Regions from separate parts of the Sus scrofa genome. Here region 2 is linked to region 1. Evidence: chromatin contacts called from public Hi-C data. All regions are on one chromosome and are shown on one strand. The core of a region is the stretch at or near the end of the contact, and the rest is flanking DNA. Distances in the headings are between cores, read along the strand shown. Region 1 holds the start of STC1 (stanniocalcin 1). Region 2 has its middle 75 kb from the start of ADAM28.

Evidence for each region. A called contact is a pair of places that touch in the nucleus more often than the background predicts.
Region 2: a Hi-C map of subcutaneous adipose tissue shows a contact between it and region 1, with 2.3 times the contacts expected there. The contact joins the enhancer-like site here to the promoter of STC1 in region 1. A contact is called at or near these places in 12 of 47 Hi-C or Micro-C datasets (alveolar macrophages, embryonic fibroblasts, fetal skeletal muscle and 6 more) and 1 of 2 datasets of contacts at active chromatin or transcription factors (skeletal muscle).

The regions. Positions count from the first base shown.
Region 1 is chr14:7,959,748-7,966,079 of Sscrofa11.1, forward strand. It overlaps STC1 (stanniocalcin 1), which reads right to left and starts at 1,618. Exons shown (of 4, transcript NM_001103212.1): 1 at 1,475-1,618. The coding sequence starts at 1,592.
Region 2 is chr14:8,296,387-8,303,175 of Sscrofa11.1, forward strand. No RefSeq gene overlaps it. Among named protein-coding and RNA genes, the nearest start is that of ADAM28, 75 kb to the right of the region's middle. Within about 2 kb of position 1,500, at least 7 of the 83 cell types and tissues checked have an H3K27ac peak or open chromatin away from gene starts, as enhancers often do. A contact at or near this core is called in subcutaneous adipose tissue, where this site is marked.

The sequences.
Region 1 (6,332 bases), core at 368-2,867:
CCTCCCTATTGGCAGAAAGAAATCCTGTGTTTTATGTTTCATCCCAACCCCCCTCTATAGGACAGTGCTTAGAGGTATGCATAATCTCTCATATTAAAAGCCATTTTTTTTTTTTTAAGAAGAGAAACACAGGTGTAGAATAACAAGGCCAAGGCAACCCTGTGCAAGACTGGAAGAAAACCGCAAAGAACTTGCACGAGGCTTTTTACAATTCTGGATAAGATCTCCCATAAAAGTAATTTCTCTCCTACAGAAGGGGGGTGTTCTGGCAGGCAGCTCGGCAAGAAATGATCTGCAGCCTTCATACCATAGGATTCTCCTCTGAGATCAAAAGCCCGGTTCGGTTAAGGCGGCCCCTCCCCCTCCAGCCACCCGCAAGCCTCTGGGATGTTACAAGTCATTTCCCTAATTATATATTTCCAAGGGTTCAAATTATAACTTTGCTTTAAGCAGTTTTAATATGCATTAGGGTTGCTATTGTTTTAGGCAAGCTCGAATTGTGAATCACTGCATCTCTATAGCAACTAAGTACAAAAGGAAGTGAAGCAAAGCCCTTCGCTCGGTGGGGACCTGTGCTCTTCCATGGGGAGCAGCGTCTGCAGCATTTGGACACCTGCGATCCCATCTTTGCTGACAGTTGGGGCAGAGAGGGCAGTGATGGAAGGGGAGCAAGCTGGACAAGCCAAGTCAAAAGGCAGAGGTGTCAATGCCGGCTCCCTAAGGACTCTTTTCCTGTAGAGGCCAAGATAATGCACAATTAACTGCACCAGGAGTCAGGACTAGATCGAGACCTCCCCCTTGGAGGAAGAGCTGCTACATTTCAGGAATACTCCCCCCCCCCCCGCCCCCTCCAGGGGCTCTCTGGCCACTGGGCTGCATGGGGATTGAATGGAACTGGAGAGAGTAGGGAGGGACAGAAGGAGAAGTGGCAGGGGTGGGATGTGTAGGGTTTTCTCTGAATCTGCCCTGGATTTGTCAGACTGGAGGGCTAGGGTTCTGTAAATCAATCTGCAGAGGGAGCTTTCTGTGTGTTCTCTGAAGGGGCCGGTAAGTCAAGTTACAGGATCTTAAAGGTAAAAGAAGAGGGACAGCATCAGACAAATCACGTCTCACCTTAAGATCAGCTTCAGCTTCTGGAAAGTATAGAGAGCGCTTTGAAGCATGCCAACATTCAAGCCTTTCCCCCGCCCCCTCCCCCCCAAGAGGGTACGTGCCAGATTTCAGGCAATCAGGCTAGGCTTATGCAATGAAATACCCTCAGCAGAGCGCCCAGCTTCTTCGTTAGTTGCATGCAATTTATTAAACAAAGGAGCTCCACTTCCTAAGGCTATTGGATTACACTGGCAGTTTATTGCCATCAGGCATGAAGCACATTTATTATCAAGATCAGCCGTCACAGACACAGTTGCAAAAAACGAGAGGCAAATGAGGACAGCTCTTTGGGGGAGAAACCGGTCCTGGGTTTGCCGCTTACCTGAGTTCTGACCTGCCAACCGGGATTTCCTGGGGCTCACAGAATCATTCTGCTCCGCCTCATGGGTTGCAGAAGCACTGATCACCAGCACCAGAAGCACTGCTGAGTTTTGGAGCATTCTCTGAGAAGTTTCCGCTAAGTTACTGGGTTTTTTTTTTCCTCCCCCCCTTTCCTCTTTCCCTCGCCCGGCTTGCGTGAAGATGTGGATCTGGATACACTGAGAGCCTAGGTGAGGATTTGATGAGGATTTTTTGTTGCTGTCGATGCCGCTTCTGCTGGCGCTTCGGCTGCTGCTGCTGCTCCTGCTGCAGTCGCTGCTTCTTGCACCTCTGGCTTTTGCAAACTGGGGGCCCAAGAGCTGCACCCAGGGATTTTATAGCCGTTCTTATCGGGCTTCAGGATCAGGGACCAATCAGGTCCCGCAACTGGCCTGGCTAGCCAATCGGAGGGCATGCTCATTGGGCTGAAGCTGTTTGACTTCTTAGAAATATTTTCCAGCAAATTAAAAGTACCTGCTGCCAATGTTTCATGTGTGTGTGACGGTGTGTGCAAAAATGTATGAAAAAGCTATTTTCATGAAACTAAGGGATGACTTGTATGGATGGAACTAAAGGGAAATCATATGACGATCTCCAAGGTGCTTTGGGATATCTATCCATCTTTAAAAAATGTACTAATAGGAGGGATGGGCAGCTCTGGCAGGATGAGTAGTGGGGTCCCTCTGGATAGTATTTTAACGTCATGATAGCAGTTTTACTCTAATTTCCACAGCTCAGTCTCTGGGTTGTAAGCTACATGCTCAATACCCGCCTATCTTCTCAGCATGAGCAGGTTCATAGGTCTGTGAGGCATTTTAGTCGTATGTGAACATCCTGAATTTTCATGTACATGAGCCCTTGGGAAGGGCCATATATGAGCCCAAGGGCCCTGAGGACTGGGCTATGACAACTCTGAGCTGTGACCTCAGTCCCTCTATTGTCTAGCTCTGTGTCCGTGGTCAAGTCCTTTTACCTTCCTCTACCTGTTTTCCAATCTGTAAAATGCCAAAGTTGGAGCCCAGCATTCCTGACACCTCCTAAACTATGATTCTCTAGTAACACAAATTAACCTTGGCTCCATCTTTTTAGTTACCAGCCGGACCGCAAACTCCAAGAGTATTAGTTACCATAGGCACACACGTGCCCATCTGCACACACTACACTCAACGGGGAGACATCATGAATGCCTGGAAATTAATAAACTGTGTATTCAAGCCCAGCCACTTCATAACCACGCTGAAACAATAAGCTGGCCAGAGCAAGACTAAACCTGCTGGGTAAACCAGTTCATTTCTTGGGGCGGAGGGGGTAAGGGGGCGGGCAGGATGGGGAAGAAGAGGTTGAAGACCAGAATGTGTAGGAGAGAAGACTGATAAGCTCTAGACGTAATAAGAAAATTACAGTGGCATCACAAACATGCCTAGGAGAGAAGCTCATATTCTCTTGGAAGTGGGCTGTAGGCAACACCAAAGCTTGTCCCTAACTTGTGAAGGAGGCTAATGATCTCGGAAAGGACTTAAGGCAGAAAGGTGGTCATTCAGGGTCGGGTTGAAGTGAAGGGATTAAGCAAGACAACCTTGAAACATTTGGGGGAGGTAAATGAGAAAGGGCCACTGGGGATTCATACAGGCAGAGGCAAGATGAACTTGCAAGGAAACCGAGCCAGGGGCTTCCATTTAAATCCTCAAATCTTTAAATAAAGGTTGAAGAAAGAGCATCAACTCTATTAACCACAAGCCAAGAATCAGCTCTACATGTGTGTGGGGAGTAAGCTTGTTAAGTGATTACAGGTTCCCTTGCAAAAAAAGAAAAAAAAAGTTGTTTGGAAAGCATGAAGTTTGCTAGAAAAAGGAATAGAGGACATAAAGGACAGAAAAAAGAAAGAGGATTTTCAAATTTTCATTCAGTAATGAGTGCATTTCAATTTAGATGCACTGACAATGTTGGTATTTCTCAAGCAGTTTCTAGGCTGGGAGCTGGGGGATGAGTGGGGGAGCGTAAAAGAAGAGAGAGAGAAGGAGGACAAGTTGAGACGATGGCCATTCCCAGTCTTAGTTCCTAAAAGTTCGGGATGTCAGGAGTTTGCCTGGTAAGAGACGGCCACGGTCAGCATTGGCTAGAGATGTGGGAAAGGCCTCATGGGAGGGTCGGGGCAGGAAAGATGTGAACTGCTGTTTTTAAGACTTCAGGAAAAAGCCATAGTGTTTCATTTTTACAAATGTTTGTGTTCTGGACATCTTGGAGGTGGTTTTCCTTTCTTTAGGCCAAAGTGGTAGATGCCTGGCACTTGAACACAATAGCTTGATGTTTTCGTCTAGATGGAGAGCAAGAGAATAGACGAGTGCATATTCCTCCTGAGGATTTTGATTTCCATTCCTCAGCATTCTCTACCTCCTTGGCCATTTTTTATTGTTAAAGGCAAAAAACCCTCTTGTTAGATTTCCCCTGGGTTGGGCTACTGGCTGACTCACTTTCCATCATCCACATTCTGTGCCCCCAGCGCTGGTGCTCCCACCAGAACGGATCGTCCCACAAGTGTCAGGATGTGTTTTGTGTTTCCGCTGATGTGGATTTATTGTGCCTCCTTACTTTACTCACTTCCTCCCATGTGCCTGGAGGTTCCTAGCGAGGTGTGTGACGTCTCTCACGACGACAGATAAGCTGTCAGCTGAAGGAATCCAACAGCGGGGAAGCCATATTGGTTTGCACACAGCTAGTGCCTCAGTGCACTTGAGAATGTCAAAGGCAGAAGCGGAAGCTTAGGTAGATATGCCCAATGTAAAGTTTCTTCCTCAGAGTTCAAGGACGTCTTGTCTCTTGTCTTGGACTTTGATACAGTAATGATAGAAGAGCTGGGGGAATGTGGGGAGGGATGTCTGCTCCCTTTGCAACTTCTCCTGGTGGGGGAGGGGTAAGAGACTATAAAGGACTTTGAATATCAGATTTCAGAGTCTGAATTTTATCTTGCAAGCAACAGGTGTCAAGGGTTCTTGCGCAGGAATTGTTGAATATGCCGAAAGTAGCATTTGGGGAAGATCTTTTGCTGGGACTTATGACGGTCAGGAGGAAGAAAAGAATGGTGGTTTAAGACTGGTTAGTAATATCAGGCTGTGTTGATGAGGTCCTGGACAACGGTGGCATCCGTACAAAGGAAGGGGGACAGTCATAAGAGGTATCCGAAATAAAATGGAAATGATCAAGCAACCGAAGAACTTGATTGGAAAAACAAATCTTTCGGTGTAAAGATCATAGAAATAATGTCCATCAGAGTTTCCCCTTCTCCACCTGTTGGTTATGGGGTTTTTGGTTGACAAGACTGTCTAGCATCTCCATTAGGCAGGTGCTTCCTGGGGATTCTGTGAAGGTGCTAACTTACCCAAGCAAAGGTAAGGTGGATGAGGAAACTACCCAAGCTGGGCTGAGGCTGCACAAGTTGAAGGTGCCTCCAGGTGCAGTGGGTGGGAGGGGTGGGGCGCTTTGCCATTTCCCCCAAGCAGGGAAAGTGCAAAGGAGTGGGTGGGAGAAGCTGCCAACCCCTAAGGCTGGGTGATGGTGCCCTGGCGGTGCCCGTGCGAGGCTGGCACGAGTTCAGTGAGAAGATTAAGCCAAAGATCCCTGGGGTTTTGTTGGATTTGGCTCGCTTAAAGCTGAGCAGTGAGCAGCTCTGTGCCTTTGGGGGAGAGCAGCCCAGGAGCATGGGTTCTTGGTAAATGTTTCTTTGGTTGTTAACAGACGACAGGACTCATCAAGGTTGGTGTGACATGGTGACCAAGGCTGGAGCATCACTGTCATTCTTCGATGAGAATTTCAGACTTGTGCACTGTTAGACTGTTGGGTCATGCCTTCCCAATAACCTCAAGAAAAAAGAGGAAGATGAAGGGGGAAATTATTTTCATCCTTTTATGAAGAGACCAGGTTTTCTGTGGTGATAGTTTCAAATTCTTGAGTGAATCTTTGCCTTTATAATTTGCCTTTGATTGCTTTAAACTCTGCCAAGGAAAGAAAGGGAGAAAATGTATTAAGAGGGCAAACTCTATGCCTCTGGTGTAGGGAGGGTTACTGAGTGCTTGGCACTAGGTTGGGGGTTGTGGGAAATGCAGAGAAATGTTTGACCTTTTCCTGTGCTCTGTGAATTCCCAAGCTCGTTCCTAATGCACGAGTGTTGTATTTGAGAAAGAATATCTGTTTTCTGGAAATATAATATGGCAAGAGGGTTGAAATAGAGTTTACAGGTTTGGATTCAATGAGCATTTCCTGGGTGCCTATCTGCTCTGTGCCAGGCATTGCTGCTGATGCCTCTGATGTGCGAGAAAATACCCCATTATCCACTCCTCCCACAGGAAGAGCCTGGGACCAGGGAGAAAAATGGCTTAAGCATGGTCATAGGGTGGACGTTGGAGCTAGGTTAGCTGAGGTTTGCTCCTTATGGAAGGTGCTCTGGGTTCTTCAGCTGCGTGACCCCCGCAGAGGAGGAGGGCGTACCCCAGCTTAGTGCACTGCCCCCTCGGGGTAGGGCGGAGGAGGAAAAAGAAATACACAGGATGGCCTGACCTGTTTAAACCAGAACAGGCAAGTTGAAAGGAGCCTCTAACTCCCGTGAACGCTGGCGTCTCATTCCTTCAGAAATAAGTTACAGTGTCACTTTCTATCAGGGAGGACAAGTTCACGGTCCTGGGGCAGCCTGTTAAGTCTTCAGTTTCACACCAGGCTCTTGAAACAAGTGCAAAAAGGATGTGTGTGTGTCGCTCGCTCTTGTCAGTACCAATGGCCCTTTGGAGACTCAAAGAGCTATTACTCCGTGGAGACACAGGAGGGCGCCC
Region 2 (6,789 bases), core at 250-2,749, 340 kb after region 1:
CAGTGTCCATGAGGATGCGGGTTTGATCCCTGGCCTCGCTCAATGGGTTAAGGACGTTGTGGCTGTGGAACAGGCCACAGCTGCAGCCCTAAAATAGCAAAAATAAAAATAAATAAATACTCCATCTCTGCCAATGGGATGGGTTGAACTATTAAACTTATCCAACTAAAATTGTCCCCAGTGCAAAACTCTTTAGTTCAGTGGCTGTGAAAGTGAATGGTTATGGGTAAATTACAGAACGTGACAACTTCCTAGGACCATGCCCTCGCCTCAGATGCTACATGAGTACATGAAGAATGCCAGGCAGCCATAAGAAGAATATTTTCTTTCTCACTTCTCTTTTTTGGCATAGTCAGACATTTGTGGAGTTCCCACCGTGGGGCAAAAGGATGGGCAGTGCCTTGGGAGCGGTGGGACACAGGTTAGATCCCTGGCCTGGCACAGTGGGTTAAGGATCCAGTGTGGCCGCAACATTGGCTCAGGTCGTGACTGTGGCTCAGATCTGATCCCAGGCCCAGGAACTCCATATGCCGCAGGGCAGCCAAAAACGAAAAAAAAAAAATTTTGCATAAAGTGACTCAATCAAAAGCAAGCTGCATGTCTGTTGTTATGAAATCTTACATTCTTCCAAGGGAAAGAAAGGGAAAAAAAGCATAGAAGAAGGAGCATTTTTATTTTACAAAGAGAAGTCACTTTTTTTTTTTTTTTTTTTTCTGTGAGCTTTTCCTTAGGAAGTTGTTGGGAATTTGGTTGCTGTTATGAACCATATTTCGGTTTTGATTGCTGGATTTTGCATTTTGCACTTTTGGAAGCTTTCCATGTTCCAATTCTTTATTTATTATTTTTTTTAACATTTGTAAAATAATTCCAAGGAATGACTTTTAAAAAATCTTTCCAGTGTTCTCTGCCAAAAATCTCTGGGTAACTTTCCCTACACTGTATTCCTATAGGTTTTTCTTCAGGACTGATGAGTTACTCAGATGCCCTAGGGCAGAGTTATATGGCCAAGTAAGCATAGCATGGCTTTTGAAATGTATTCATATTATTTTGGCATTTATATAAAATAAATACAATGTACACCTGTTTTTACATAGCAGTTGTCTAACAAAAATTTATTTATGTAGTATAAGGATAATTACTATAAAATACCATCATACAGAGTATTCTAATGTGAACTTAAGGCAGGATTTTTAGAATAAAATACAGAGAGTACATGTATTATGATTTGTTTTGTATGGTATTATTTTAAACTTTGATATAGGTAATAAACATGAACTTGAACAAGATAATCTATATGTTTTATGCTCTATTAAAAGTAAAGTGTTCCCTTATTTAATCCTCAGAGGATAGAGGAGATTGTAGTACATGCGCTGACAATCAGACTGATTTGGGGCTTTGACCTCAAGGTCAATGGCTTTGGCCTATCAACTAAGGAAGCAACCTCGTTAGAACGACCCAAAACCCAAAGGAAAGCCACGCCTGTTCTTCAAGGGGAAAACAGATGATAACTGACATGATGCACTTTCTCCCACACCATTGTCTTTTTTCGCCTTGAGTAATTTTTCAGATATAGGCGGTCCCCAGCTTGTAAGTTCACAAAGTTCATTTATCAGGAGAACTGTTAGAACTGAGAACATACTGTCCCATAAAAGCAATGTTGTGCTGGTGATTCCTGAGGTCGATGTGCTTGGTTTTTTCTTTTTCTTTCTTTTTTTTTTTTTTTCTCTACCTACATCCCTCCCTTTTTCTGCTGTTAATAGTACCGTCTTCTCTGCCTCCCACCCGTAGTCCTCATGGAACCTCTCCATACTCCTTGAGAGCAGTTTTCACCAAAGTTCAGTGACAGTCAAAGGAGAGGGCACAGTTTTAGTTGGGGACAATCAGAGTAGTTCTTCCCAGCCTGAGTCAGAGTGACTTATCCAAGTGGTGGGCAGGTGGCTCAAGCTGAGCCTGGCTAATTGGATTCCTTTCCAGAATATTTTTAACTGGAGCTGTAGAGAAGGAACTCTCTTATCTCTGGTCTGAAGCTGTGAGGTTGTGAACCCACTGCTGTTAGAGTCAAAAGCTCCCACTGTGTGAAGACACTGGATTATAATAAGAAAGAGTAAAACAACTAGGCAAGACCAGAGATGGAAAAGGAAGAGAGAGCTGACAACATTGGATTCTGGGTTTCTTTGCCTAAGGACCCGAACTGCTTTAGTGCCTGTTTTCTGAGATGGGATGTTTAACTCTTTGAGTAGATAAGCCCCCACCCCCCAGTACTCGTCAAACAAAACGAGCAAAACAAAACCTCTCTCACCCACATTTTTTTCCTCTTTAAGTTTTTAAAAATTGTTTCTGTCTCTTATAAGCAGATTGCTACCTAAAAGGGTTGATTACTGAGGCTAGGATTTAGAAAGGTATTTTGTCTTTAATGTAGGAAATTAGCCATTACTATGGCCTTAGGGACCCTCTTCTTTCTTTTTCCTCTGATCTGCTTTCAACAAGGGCTCAGTGAGATCAGATAACCTAAAGAGAGAAGATTCAGGCCTGGCCTGTTATAAATATCTTCTTCCTTTGCTATAACCATGAATGATAATAGTGCACGGAGAAAGGAACATTCTGATTCCGAAAATTATTGCAGTTTTCTGGGGCCCTCAGCCCAAGTAAAAAGCCCAAACAGCCCTTCAATATTGTGCTGGCTGACTGTTCAAAACAGTATTTATGAAGGCAGCGTGTATAATGCTGGCAATAATTGAGAGAGCCAGGGCCTTAATCATTTGAGCAGGGCTTTCATGGAATACTCACCCACTCATTTGTACTTTGTTTTGTTTTCGAAACAGCTGAATCATCTCAACAATGGAAAAAAACTTTTAAAAAAAGGACTGTTTAAAATAGCAATTCCATTATTGCCGTGACGGTGATTATCATCAGCAGTTATTAGACTAGTTCATCTCAAACGAGAATATTCTTCATTTTTGGAGAGGTACAAATCCTCTCAGGCTCTGATAATACTTCGTCACCCTCTAAAACAATTTATTTTATTTTATTTTATTTATTTATTTTTTGTCTTTTTGGCATTTCTTGGGCCACTCCCACAGCATATGGAGGTTCCCAGGCTAGGGGGCTAATCAGAGCCGTAGCCACCAGCCTATACCAGAGTCACAGCAACGCGGGATCCAAGCCGTGTCTGCAACCTACGCCACAGCTCACGCAACGCCGGATCCTTAACCCACTGAGCAAGGGCAGGGATCGAACCTGCAACCTCATGGTTCCTAGTCGGATTTGTTAACCACTGCGCCACGACGGGAACTCCTAAAACAATTAATTTTATACATTTTTAAACTACAGATGTTTAATCTTATGTGTATGCTCTGCCCTCTCAATGACCACTTGTAAACACACACACACACACACACACACACACACACACAGACACAGAGTAATGCATATACATCCCCCTTTTCAGAGCTGTCATCTCTTCTGCTTCTTTTTGGGTGAGGGCAAGGATGTTTTAAGTTTAATTTTTATTTTATATTAGAAGTTAGCTGATTTACAATGTTGTCATAGTTTCAGGTATACAGCAAAGTGATTTAGTTATACATATGCAATACCCATTCTTTTCCAGATTCTTTTTCCTTATAGGTTATTACAGAATATCCACTGCTTCTTGATTATAGCCACACTCAAGACAAATACACCTGTACAGCAGTGTATTTGCTGCAATGCAGGGAGGTTAGGAAAAAAAGAGAGCGTCATTGCATCCATCTTGTCCTCCCACACTGTTTCCAATTCTTTAATTGTGGAGAAATTTACCCTTGTTTCTTTGATGAGTGCATTTATTTATTTAATAAATGCTATTGAGTACCTGTTGTGTGTGAGACACACGCTTTGCTCTAAAAACTCAAATATTAATAGAATAGAGTCCTTGACAGTAAGTTCTCAGCCCAATGGAAAAGCAGTCGCACAGTCAGGTAATTTTAATTACTACAATAGGTGATTTGAGTATATAGAAGAGAGGCACTTAAGAAGCCAGGGGAGGTTACTGCTAAGTTCATTATAAAAGATCAGCAGATGTTAACTCAGAAAAGGATGTGAGCATGGAAAGATAGAGGACAAGAGATTGGTAACTGAAACAAGGACTGAGAGCTGTGATTTTAGGACTAGTAGGACACAGCAATGGGAAAGCTCTGTGGTGTCTGAAGCAATTTAGGGTTGCAGGAGTGGTCAGTGTAAAGTAGTTGATGACTAAAGCTGAGAATTAACAGATAAATAGGTCCAGCAACTATAGAGCTTTGTAGTATCATTGTGTGGTGTTTGAGTTGATTTTTGTTGATAAAAATTCAATAGGGGGTTTAAATAGGTCAGCAGCATAAATTGACTTCCTATTTATATAAATTGCTGTAACAGCGGCATTGAGAATGCATCTGAGTGCATTAATATTATTACTTGATATACACACATAATAGAAGATTAGCTGCTCTGATTCAATAAATGTTTCATGACCACCACAAAAATGGCCAAATAATATAAATACAAAGTTTACAGAAAAGGAAATACCATATCCTTTTGAACTTACTCATTAAAGTGTAATTTTGTTCATAATAAGATAAAAGAAAATGAAAACCCCAATTAAACTTAATTTTTACTTAGGTAGAGATTGAAATCTATTAACACACTATGTTTGTGAGAGTATGGAAAAATATGCATTTTCTTGCATTTCTTTTTTATACAGGCATATACACAAACTTTTAAATATATACTGTCTATATATTTTATAAATATAGCATATACACTTTGAATCAGAATTTCACTTCCACAATTAGCCTACAGTATGCTCACAGGTGAATAAAAGTGATTATATATAAGGTTCTCATTGCAGTGCATTGTAAAAGCAAAAGATTAAAAGCATCAAGAGCAGACATTATGTACATGACCCTGCTGGGAAGAACATTTAAAGCTCCTTATATACAAAGAAGGAATGCCCTCCAAAAGTATATGCTTTTATAAGAAAAATCGGTATAAAAGACTATATATCATGTGGTGACATACTGATGGAAAACAAACAAACAAGAGTATACATAGAATATTCTTGGAAGGATACACAAGAAACTGTTAATAGGGATTGCCCTTGATGAGGGACCAAGACATGGGGGGCTCTGGGTGGGTGTGACTTTTTTTATAGTAGTCCCTTTTTTATTTTCAAAATTTATACCACATGAATGTATTACCTAAACAAGAAAGGAAGAGATGGTGGGAGAAGATGGGGAGAGGGTGGAAAGAAAGGAGAGAGGGAGGAGAAAGGAAGGAAAAAAGAAAAGAATTTAGGGGAGTTAATGTGCAAACAGAAATTTCACCCCCCCCCACGAGAGAATTGAACCTATGCCTACAAAAGGTCAGGAGATGAGCTTTGGAATCCACACAAAGCAAAAATATGTAATTGTGACATTCTTGTTTCAAGTGCAAAAATCTCAGGTAAACCATGAGCTAGAAAAAGTGCCCCCATAAGTATTACGGCCTCTTTGGTAATTCAATCTATAGTTGGAATAGAAAAATAAAGTTTTCCTATGAATTTATAACCACAGATTTTTCTTCATTTGTTTTGGGAACTGATTTTTATTAGGTGTGAGAATCTTTGTGTCGAAAAGAAGTTAGGATAGAAAAAAGTTGGGGGTTACAATATTCTGTGAAACATGGCAGAATCAAATGAAAGCCATAATGGTACACATCCTTAATCTAAGTTTCAAAAGTTCTCTGCTAATAAATCTAGAAGAATGAGTACATGGCCTATAAATTATGGAATACACCAGAAAATAAATTATCATAAGAAAGAGATGATAGAATTAGGCCTTCAAATTTTCATATAACAGGAGTTCCCATCATGGCGCAGCGGAAACAATTCTAACTAGGAACCATGAGGTTGTGGGTTCGATCCCTGGCCTTGCTCAGTGGGTTAAGGATCCGGCGTTGCCGTGAGCTGTGGTGTAGGTTGCAGACACAGCTCAGATCCTGCATTGCTGTGGCTGTGGTGTTGGCTGGCAACTGCAGCTCCAACTAGACCCCTAGCCTGGGAACCTCTATATGCTGTGGGTGCAGCCCTAAAAAGCAAAAAAAAAAAAAAAAGTTTTATATAACAGAGGTATTAAGTAAAAATGTTTAAAACTATTAAATGCATTAAAAAGGACTCAAAAAATAAAGATGGTATAAAAATACTTGGTAATAGAGTTAAAAAATTAAATAGAACTTCTAGATATAAAAATGACTTTGGGGCTTATTAGCAAGATCTTGCAATAGGAAGTCCCATCTTTTTCTCCCACAGAAACACAGATTTAACATCGATATATAGACCAAAATACCTTTATGCAATTTCCAGAATCCAATTAAGAGATTGCAGCCTTCCAGTTGAACACAAATCCAATAATGAACTCATTGAAATGAGTAAGATGAGAAATTTCACTTTAGCCATGTTAGATCCTCCCAGAAGCTGTCACAGGTCAGCCCTGAGAGAGACCATATTGGCCTGAGGTGTCTCTCTTGGGAGAAAGAGAGAGAGTAAAGCATGCATTCAAGGTCTCTAGTCTTTTGAGGTATTTCCCAAGAGATACCTGTCACACTTCACCCATAGTGAAGTATTGAGGGAATCAGCAGAGTGTGAAAGTCTAGCGGCAGATGAGAACAAAGAAAATGGGCAGTTGGCACTCAGTAACCAGTATACATCTATATCGTTGGGAAAACTATATAACGCTGAAGCTTATGAGGTGCAGCAAAAGCAGTATTGCGCTGAAACTTTCCCCTCAGGAATGAAGGAGA